2 separate regions of the Mus musculus genome follow, and region 2 is linked to region 1. Evidence: chromatin contacts called from public Hi-C data. All regions are on one chromosome and are shown on one strand. The core of a region is the stretch at or near the end of the contact, and the rest is flanking DNA. Distances in the headings are between cores, read along the strand shown.

Region 1 (4,986 bases), core at 774-3,273:
ACCCACAGTCACCCACAGTCACCTACAGTCACCCACAGTCACCGCTGCTGAATCAAGCTCTTGTCTTCTTCCGGTTCCATTATTTTTATGGCCTTTGTATTTTTACGTGTAAACTAGTGACCCTCATTGGTTGCAGCTTTCTTCTAACTATTAAGCAATGTAAAATTAGAAAGCAGTCCGAAGTTCCTTTCTTGACTCTCTTCCTAGTCACGAGAGACAGGACTGTGTAGACCTAAGCAGAAAGTGAGGTTGTCTCTGAAGCTGGAACTCAAGGGAACAAGCCAAGGCTTTGAATGTTGCTTGCAATCACTGTCTGTAAGGCCCTGGCTGCACCCAGAAATCAGGGTCTCAGGCTCTGCTTTGCCACTGGATGAATAATAATGAGTTCCCTCTGGCCAGAGTGTGAAGACAGAGTCCAAAATACCACTTGTAATTTCTTTAAAGTCACAGTTTTGTCCTTAAAATCACTCTGGTTTTACTTGTGAATATAAACAGTAAAACTTTTGAATGTTAGAAAAAAATTAAATTTCTTTTCAGATCTTTGAAAAACCATTGACATTATAAGAAAATGCCTGGAGCCCCCCAGTCTGAAAGGCCACGGGGCTTTCTCTTTTTTAAATCACATGCTGAACATTGCACTGCCTAGCCATTGCCATTTCTGTGTCTTCCAGGAAGGGTGGCATATAGGAGGAAGGAATTATACAAAACCATTCTGTCGTCCAAACCACTATTTTAACAAATGTGAATTACTGGAATGTAGTAAGAGAAAAACTTCAACAACAGTATTGCATGTTAACAAATCATAATTTCGTAATCTCAATTTCTTTTATTGTGTTTTTGACTGTTTCTAAACAGAGTAATTGTACATAAAAGTTTTCTCTTTTTTGAAAAGATCCTATTTTTGAATAAAGCATTCTTTTTATAGAAAGTGCTGCTGAGTTCATTGTGTCCTTTGTCTTAGGTCTGTGAAGATACCAACAAACCACCTCAGACTTAAATGGGTCACACAGAAGGAATTGCCGTTGAGAGGTGGGAGGGGTGTGTTCAGTATGGTAATGGGTTTATTCTAACCACATGACCAAAGCGGGTGTAGGCAGGTGGGATTAGAGCATGCAGACAGACAGGCTCCTTCCTAGTGTAGAAACCCTGAAAGCATGCTGTAGCTTGCTCATGTAGACTACTTGCGGCCGCCGCCGTCTCCTCCTCCTCCTCCTCCTCCTCCTCCTCCTCCTCCTCCTCCTCTTCCTCCTCCTCCTCCTCCTCCTCGATGCATGCTTTTTGTCACAACCCGGACAGAGTTCTTCCCAAAAAGTTAGGTTTGTTCAACTGATGTAAAAGGTTCAACTGAATGAATATTTAGACACTGAAGCAGAAGCTGGGCTGTTTTGCCATAAGTAAGGAACCAATTTTAAGACAAAGGATACAGAGGAGGGTCGCAGAAATCTTTCCGAGGAGAAACAGTTGATGGTCTGTGTATTTTGAGACAGAGTCTCATTTAGAATTGATTCTCCTGCTTCTACCTCCCAAATGCTGGGATTGCGGACTTGGACTAGCCACATCTGGCAGGAACTGGCTCTTGAGAACCACATTATGGGGCTGGCCACTAACTTAAAATGCTTATAAAGTGCCTATAAGAGAATAGTGGCAGAGAAGCATCAACCTTTGAGAGGCAGCCATGAGGATCCTAATACCGGCAACAATTGCAGAAGCAAGCGCCTTGAAGCTCAACTGGCTGAACTGTATGTTTCGATAGTGTTGATTGCCGTCATATAGGATGCAGAAAAAAGCAGCAGATAGCTAAGGGTGCCACGATATGTTCTGGCACCAGAAAGGAGTGTAAAATGCCACCCAGACCTTAAATGTGGATCGCAGCCTGAGACCTAGGGAACACAGCTGCCATATTTCATCAGACACAGAGGGTTCACGTTTTAATGTCTCAGGATAAGGCTCTAGTTGAAAGCTAAGCAGTACCATAGATTCACTGGCAGCATCCATTCTTATGAGTCATAAATGGTTGATGTAATAGAGTATAGAAAAAGCCAAGTACAAAGGAGCCAGGGGAGAGAGGAGCTAGTGGGAGGAAGGGACCTGTCACAAGCATTGGATTGAAATTCACATCGTGAAATACATGGTTGGTGAGTAAGTAAGCAGACATTTCAAGTAGAAAGTCAGAGACTTCTGGCTTTAGACTCTCCCTGAGCCATGCAGGGCAGGCATGACACTGTGTCTCACATGTGTGGCTGGGCATGACACTGTGTCTCACATGTGTGGCTGGGCATGACACTGTGTCTCACATGTGTGGCTGGGCGTGATACTGTGTCTCACATGTGTGGCTGGGCGTGACACTGTGTCTCACATGTGTGGCTGGGCATGACACTGTGTCTCACATGTGTGGCTGGGCATGACACTGTGTCTCACATGTGTGGCTGGGCGTGATACTGTGTCTCACATGTGTGGCTGGGCGTGATACTGTGTCTCACATGTGTGGCTGGGCATGACACTGTGTCTCACATGTGTGGCTGGGCGTGATACTGTGTCTCACATGTGTGGCTGGGCATGACACTGTCTCACATATGTGGCTGGGCGTGATACTGTGTCTCACATGTGTGGCTGGGCGTGATACTGTGTCTCACATGTGTGGCTGGGCATGACACTGTGTCTCACATGTGTGGCTGGGCGTGATACTGTGTCTCACATGTGTGGCTGGCCGTGATACTGTGTCTCACATGTGTGGCTGGGCATGACACTGTCTCACATATGTGGCTGGGCGTGATACTGTGTCTCACATGTGTGGCTGGCCGTGATACTGTGTCTCACATGTGTGGCTGGGCATGACACTGTCTCACATATGTGGCTGGGCGTGATACTGTGTCTCACATGTGTGGCTGGGCATGATACTGTGTGTCACATGTGTGGCTGGGCACTCCACAGATACTCTACACATTGGCCATTTGTGAATTTCTGCATTTACTACTTTCTATTGCACAAAGAAACTTTCTAATGAGTTCTGAGGGCCGTGCTATTTTATGAGTAGAGAGATATAAATTTAGAAAGCAATTTGATATTGTGTCCATTTAGCAAAATAAGAGCTGTAGATTCACTCCTGAGGCTTATGAATTCCCTACCCATGAGTTCTTGGCAAGATTTACAGCACTAAACATTTCTTTTTCTCCTGTGGAGCAGATCTTAGATCCAAGCAGGAATTGGGTGGTTACCTCTGCAGTGCTAGCACAGCTATTACACATTGGTCGTCGTCGTAGTTCATGGAGGTTACAACGGACTGTTGTTGACCTACCCGCAGCAAGCTCCACAGCACCTTACCGTACTATGAAAGCCAATCAGCTAGGATAACTCCCTGTCAGTACCATCTTCAAGACTCCACATCCTGTGACCGAAATGTGTGGTGGTTTCAGCAATGGGGTCTTATCATCAAATTCTGTTGGGCAACCAAGAACAATGAAGATAACCTGTATTGGTTTTGGAGGCTCTAGGACACTCATGGCCAACATATCAGAGAGAGGTGGTTTAGCCAACTTTCTCTAGAGCAGTGGTTCTCAACCTTCCTACTACAGTTCCTCAAGTTGTGATGACCCCTAACCATAAAATCATCTTTGTTGCTACTTCATATCTAAGTTCGCTACTGTTATGAGTCCTAATGTAAATATCAGTGTTTTCTAATGGTCTTGGGCAAACCCTGTGAAAGTCTTTCAAACCACAAAAGAAGTTGCACCCACAGATTGAAAATCACAGCTGTAGAGGCACAGAACCAATAGGACAAATGAATGTGTTCAAAGACTGTTAAGTCGTCTTGCTTTGAAATCATAACATCAGCTGCAGCACACCCCAGAGACTGAGAACTGTGTAGTTGCTTGCGTTTGAGGTTGGGTGGCTCCGCAGTCCAAAGCTCACCCAGGACCTAAAGGATTGCTGGAGAGATGCTGGTCCTCAGTCACCCATGGAAGCCAGGCAACACTGGTTTTGATATCAGCAAAGAAGTCATAGCACAGTAGCAGTACAAAATCAACTCACTCAGCAGTAAGAGGCAAGGCCAAATCACCAACTGGCAAATACTGCCCCACTGCTAATGAATGCCCTTTGTGTCTGGGCTGCTATTAGAAGGTGCTACCCACATTTGGGGGGAGGGGCGTCTTAATTAAGACATTCTCAATTTGCCAGGCTCCCTATACAGGTGGTTCTGATTTTCCAAGCATCCTTAGGGTCAGCTACCCCTTTTCTCACTCTCTCTTCTCTGCTCTACCTTCTCATCCCTCTCTGAACTTAACCTGCCTTCTGCATTATTTCCTCTTTACCTCACCTGTGTTCTACTCCCCCTCCCCCCCTTAGGATCTCTCTTGTCTTTCTCACCAGCTCTCTTTCTACTTACCTGGATTCTATAGGCATTCCAAGTCAGCACAAATCTGAAGGTTCAGCACCATGTAGCACGTGAGTGAGGCCCTGTGATGCCAGTCCTGGGTCTGGCTCGTTTCACTTGGTATGTTTTCCAACTCCATCTATTTACCTGCAAATTTCATAATTTCATTTTTCAGGATAGCTGAACAGAATTCTGTTGTTTACAGGAGCCACCTTCTCATTCATCAGCTGTTCCCATGTCCTAGCATCTGTGACTCATCGATGAGCATGGATGAGCACTGTCTCAATCAGCCACTTTGTAAGAACACAAATAGCAGCAGCTTGTGCCTGCAGCTACCGTACTGTGCTGCACAGTGTGGCCCTAGGACCACTTTTTTTCCCCACATAAAGAGTTCAAGTAACCAAGTGTGACTGCTTCATCTTTTAAAAGATGTTCTAAGGTCCAAAATGCTCATAACAGGTTTCGTGTAACAATTCTGTTGTTCATATTGTCCTGCTGTGGGTTACATTTGGGATATTTCCTCCCACCTATGTCCAGATAATTTTAAATTCTCTTTGGTGTGTCTAATCTTTTTAATCCATTAAGGTTCTCAATTCAGCCACTGTTTTCCTTCT
Region 2 (4,986 bases), core at 1,610-4,109, 140 kb before region 1:
CTTACTTGCATTGTGCTAACCACCTTTGCTCCCTGCTGGTGGCTGCCCCAGCTTGCTTGGATCTACTTGAAACTGGCTTAGAAGTTCAGTGCACAGGAAGAACCAATAGGTGGGAGCCCAGCCATCAGGCCCAGAAGCCCATCTATGGAAGAGAACTATGCATGCCCGGCTGAAACTGAGCCCTTCCCTATGGCCAGTGCAGCTTAGTATTCTTCACTGGTGGCTGCAGAGAGAAAGGTCCCTTTCTTTGACAGTAAGACCAACGGCTTCATATAGAGGAAGAAATCCCCAACAGAGTACATTAGTGATGGGAGCCAAAGAGCCAGTGTGGCCACCAACAGCCCCCCACAGCTCCCCATAGCCCCACTGCAGCATGGGAGAAAGGCAGAGTGGAGCTTCAACACCTGGGGCCCCGGGGGGATCTGGAAGCCAGAGGAGGGGAGGGAGATATATGTTTACACCCACATCCTTCGTTATTCTGTCATCCAGCTTGTGTTGTGTGTTTCTGTGAAAGGGGGGTGAGGAGAAGAGGACCTATGTGCACACGATGTGCATAACCCACCTTGTTACTGCCTTCTGAGTGTCTGCTTGGAACACTTGTGCTTATCCAATAAGACAGGAACTCGAACTAGGCTCTAAATGTCACCATTTCTAGTAATTATAGTCATCCACATAAACAATAGGAAAACCCCAACGAGGCTGATTTGAAGCTTTAACTTTTACAAGAGTTCACAGACGAATCTATTTTCCCCCTACAGATAGAACAAGTAATTACTTAAAAGGATTGGGGGGAGGGTCCATGTGCCTAATTTGTGTCCAGAAATAGCTACAAACACCTTCCTGAAGTGGACAGAAATGTCTCCTATACATTTGCCGTCACTATAGCAAGTCTCCTGAAGTGGGTCCCGGGGACAAAATTCTACTTAAGAGACATCTGTGATTTCAGGCATGTCAAACTTGAAATGTGCATGTATGATTCTGTGCGTGGGTGGGTGGGTGTGCTCCTATAATAGAGTCTTTGTGTTTCTCATTCTCTGTGTAACCCACGCAGAAGTGGGCATGAAGTGATTAAAAGAAAAAAAAAGGGGGGGGGGAGAATATTTTCTAGAGCTACACAAAGTAGCACAGAGTCAGTGGCTGCTGTGCTATGGGGGGGGGGGGGAGACTCGGTAACTATAGCAACATGCTTTAGAAGTTGTTCTTTCCCTGCCAAAAAATATCAGGTAGGCCCTGAAGTCTTCCCACTGTCACATGGCAGGGAGGGCAAAGCTATTCAAGAGAGGCATCGGGCCAGCACACAAGAGGGCACACGAAGCCAAGTAATCCTCCTGAAACTCCTGAGCTCTGCGGGTCTGGGAAGAAGCAAGCTATGAATAAGGACAGCAGAGGAAGGGCGCACATCAAGAATGGATTTCCCACCCACACGAACAGAGGGAGAATTCTACAATAGCCCAGCTGCAGTCATTCCAACATAAGCTGGCATGGGATCCGGATAACGATCAGGGTACAAGCATACAGAGCCAGGGCAACCAAGGGGACGCAGGCAGGGCCAGGCCTTCCTGTCAGGCTTCTGGATAAGCCCTCAGGGAAATGGCTGGAATTTACACTGAACTCTACCATGATCAGATTCTGTTCTTATGCCATGTTTTCCTCTTAAATAAAATGGACTGTCCCATACAAACAAAAGAGTCGATCCCATAGGGTGAGCCCAGTCTATCTCATTAAGCCCTTCATATCACGGTTAGAAAGTCTGGAGCGGGCTGGAAAGATGGTTCAGTGGTTAAGAGCACTGACCGCTCTCCCTAGAGTTCAATTCCCAGCAACAATGTGGTGGCTCACAACCATCTGTATTGGGATCTGATGCCCTTTTCTGGTGGATCTGAACACAGTGAGAGTGTACTAACATATATTAAATAAATCAATACAAAAATCTTAAAGGAGGAGGAGGAGGAGGAGGAGGAGGAGGAGGAGGAGGAGGAGGAGGAGGAGAAGAAGAAGAAGAAGAAGAAGAAGAAGAAGAAGAAGAAGAAGAAGAAGAAGAAGAAGAAGAAGAAAGAGGAAGAAGAAGAGGAGGAGGAAGAAGAAAGAAAGTCTAGAGCAAACACCTTATCAACTAAGTTTAGACAAAGGCTCCCATGCCAGGAGAGCTTTCAGCTTCAGATCCCAGGAGCAGGCAGCAGGCAAGTGTACTACAGAGAGTGGTATCTGCTGTTTTGTGCACAAATGAGGTTTGGTCAACTGTCCTCACCTAGTTCTCTCTCACCCAGTCTTGATGCAGCCCCTCCTCTTGACTGCTTCTCTCTCTCTCCCTCTCCCTCTCTCTCTCCCTCTCCCTCTCCCTCCCTTCCCCTTCCCTCCCCCTCCCCCTCCCCTCCTCTATCTCTTCTCCCTCTTATTCTGTGCAGGTCCCTTCTTCTTCCCAGCTCTGAGACCTAAGTCTCCAAGTCATTTCTCCTCCATCTGTCCCTGCTCTCCACTGGATCTCATTAAAGTTACGGGTTTATACCTGTGTGCTAATGGTGCCGCTATTTATATCTGCAACTCTTGGAGTGATCAAATCAGTCACACAGATGTCTAACCGAAACCACAGACACAGTAAACCCTGTCTTCTCTTAATGAGTGGGCGACCACATCAAAGTGCACCCCTGCATATGAGCCCCGATAACCCCTCTTCTGTCCAAGTCTCCAAATTGCCAGCTCTAGTAGTCTTTTGAGTTTCCAGCCTCCGCCCTCCTTTCTTGCAGTGTTTTCTCCGTGAGGCAGCTACAATCTTTAACAACAGGCATACCACCACATCCTACCGCTGTTGTACTCAAGCCCTCCCAGAGTCACACCAGGAAGAAAGCCAGAGTGCCCGCCTCTCTGAGCCCAGCGCCCAGCGGGATCAGCTGCTCCTGCCTGCCCCACCCCCACCCGTTGCCCGCCTTGGTCTGCAGGGAAATTCGTTTTCTCTCTTGAATGTGGCTCCAAGCTGCACACTGGAATCCCTCTGCCCAAGGCTCTGTCGGCTCCCTACAGACAGCCCGTGCCTATCTGAACAAGGTGCCCACTGCATCCTGCTCCTGCATGGTGGGGTTTTTCTTTGCTACACTCATCACTATTTGTGTCATAGGCAATTTGTCTTCCTCAGAAAAATGTGAAGCTCCTAAAAAACGGATTTTCTTTTCTTTTTTGTCCAGTGTTTTTCTTTCCCTCAGGACACAGAATGCTACAGTGCCTGGCACCTGGTGAAAGATGAGTCAATATTTATAAATGTTGCCTAAACACATGCACACACACAGGAAAATAAAATACACATTTGTGTAACATGTTGCCTGTGTCCAGTTCTGTGAGTTTTAAACTTTTGGGTTTAATGCTAAATGATTCTTAAAAAAAATCAGGTAGTAGAAAAAAAAAAATCACTGTGCTAGAAAATTGAGAACATTTAGTTAACGCATGGCACTGTATCTCAGGACTCTGATATAAGAGATTTCAGAATTTTAGCTAAGAGGGGGCTGGAGAAGGACTGTAGGATCCTGCCCCACCAGACAGACTTTTCCTTGAGGATACTGGAGGACTCGGCAGAGACTCTCCATCCCCGTTCCTCTCCTAGGAGCATTTATGGGAACAGTTCCTCCCAACCCACGTCCTGTGGGCTCACCTGTTCCAGGCTTACCCACTTCCCTTTGCAGGACAGTCTGACAGGAATTTGCCGTGCCATTGTTGGAGCAGATTCCCTCTATATCATCACAGAATTTTAACAACTACGTTGATGATGGCACATGAGCATTAGTGATGCTTGAACTTTTGCCAGATGGAGTCTGGGAGGCTGCGCTGTGCGGCCAGGATACATAGTCTAATGTTCCAGTCTCCAACACAGAAAGCACGACCCTAGGAGCCATTTAACTCACCTCTTAAGCTCTCTAGCCACAGTTCAGTGCCAGAGAATGGATCTAGATGGTCTGCACTTTTCTCTGTGGTGTCTGATCACACAGAGAAGCACGCCATCACAGAAACAATCCTTTAGCTCTGAGGCATTATGCAATTTACTTACTTCTCATTAAATCCACATAGCACCATGACGAAGTAGGCCTGCTGTTATCCTGATTGCTCAGAAGAAGACACAAAGGCATAGAGAGGTTGAACTTTGTCCAGGGTCTCACGGAGCAGGTGAGCAGCAGAGCTGGACGCGATGTTTTGCCATCCTGTGATCCTGGACCCGTCCTGCTGATCATCATGGGGGAGAGGGGCACTCTCTCCATGAACCATGGACAGGAGAGGCTCCCACAGACCCACGGAGCACCTTCCCTCAGTACAGACGAGAGGCTGCAGCCAAGAAGGTGTGATTTGTCTGTTACACTTACAGGCACAGGCAGAAGCAATATGGAGTCTCCTCACAACTTGATAATGTCGTCAAGTGAATTCTCAAGGATGGACATTTCTGCAAGAGCCTTTGGGCATGCTTGCTTCTCTTTTGCTCAATATATATGTATTTATATATGTACACGCACACACACACACACACACATATATACACATATGTATATATGTGTCTTAGTCAGGGTTTCTATTCCTGCACAAACATTATGACCAAGAAGCAAGTTGGGGAGGAAAGGGTTTATTCAGCTAACACTTCCATATCACCAAAGGAATCCAGGACTGGAACTCTGGCAGGACAGGAAGCAGGAGCTGATGCAGAGGCCATGGAGGGATGTTCTTTACTGGCTTGCCTCCCCTGGTTTGCTCAGCCTGCTCTCTTATAGAACCCAGGACTACCAGCCCAGGGATGGCACCACCCACAATGGGCCCTCCCTGCCTTGATCACTAATTGAGAAAATGCCTTACAGCTGGATCTCATGGAGGCATTTCCTCAAGGGAGGCTCCTTTCTCTGTGATAACTCCAGTCTGTGTCAAGTTGACACACAAAACCAGCCAGTACAATATGACTTTGTATGTATCTCCTTTGCATTAGATCTACACCCTTAAAGACAGCTTAAGGTGTCTTAA

The links. A called contact is a pair of places that touch in the nucleus more often than the background predicts.
Region 2: a contact with region 1 is called in a Hi-C map of cortical neurons, with 2.5 times the contacts expected there. The contact joins two enhancer-like sites. A contact is called at or near these places in 1 of 484 Hi-C or Micro-C datasets (cortical neurons) and 1 of 9 other capture datasets (liver).

Annotation. Positions count from the first base shown.
Region 1 is chr10:40,827,563-40,832,548 of GRCm38.p6, reverse strand. It overlaps Cdc40 (cell division cycle 40), which reads left to right. Exons shown (of 15, transcript NM_027879.2): 15 at 1-928. Among named protein-coding and RNA genes, the nearest start is that of Cdc40, 53 kb to the left of the region's middle. Within about 2 kb of position 2,023, at least 22 of the 459 cell types and tissues checked have an H3K27ac peak or open chromatin away from gene starts, as enhancers often do. A contact at or near this core is called in cortical neurons, where this site is marked.
Region 2 is chr10:40,967,469-40,972,454 of GRCm38.p6, reverse strand. No RefSeq gene overlaps it. Among named protein-coding and RNA genes, the nearest start is that of Gm48057, 65 kb to the left of the region's middle. Within about 2 kb of position 2,859, at least 70 of the 459 cell types and tissues checked have an H3K27ac peak or open chromatin away from gene starts, as enhancers often do. A contact at or near this core is called in cortical neurons, where this site is marked.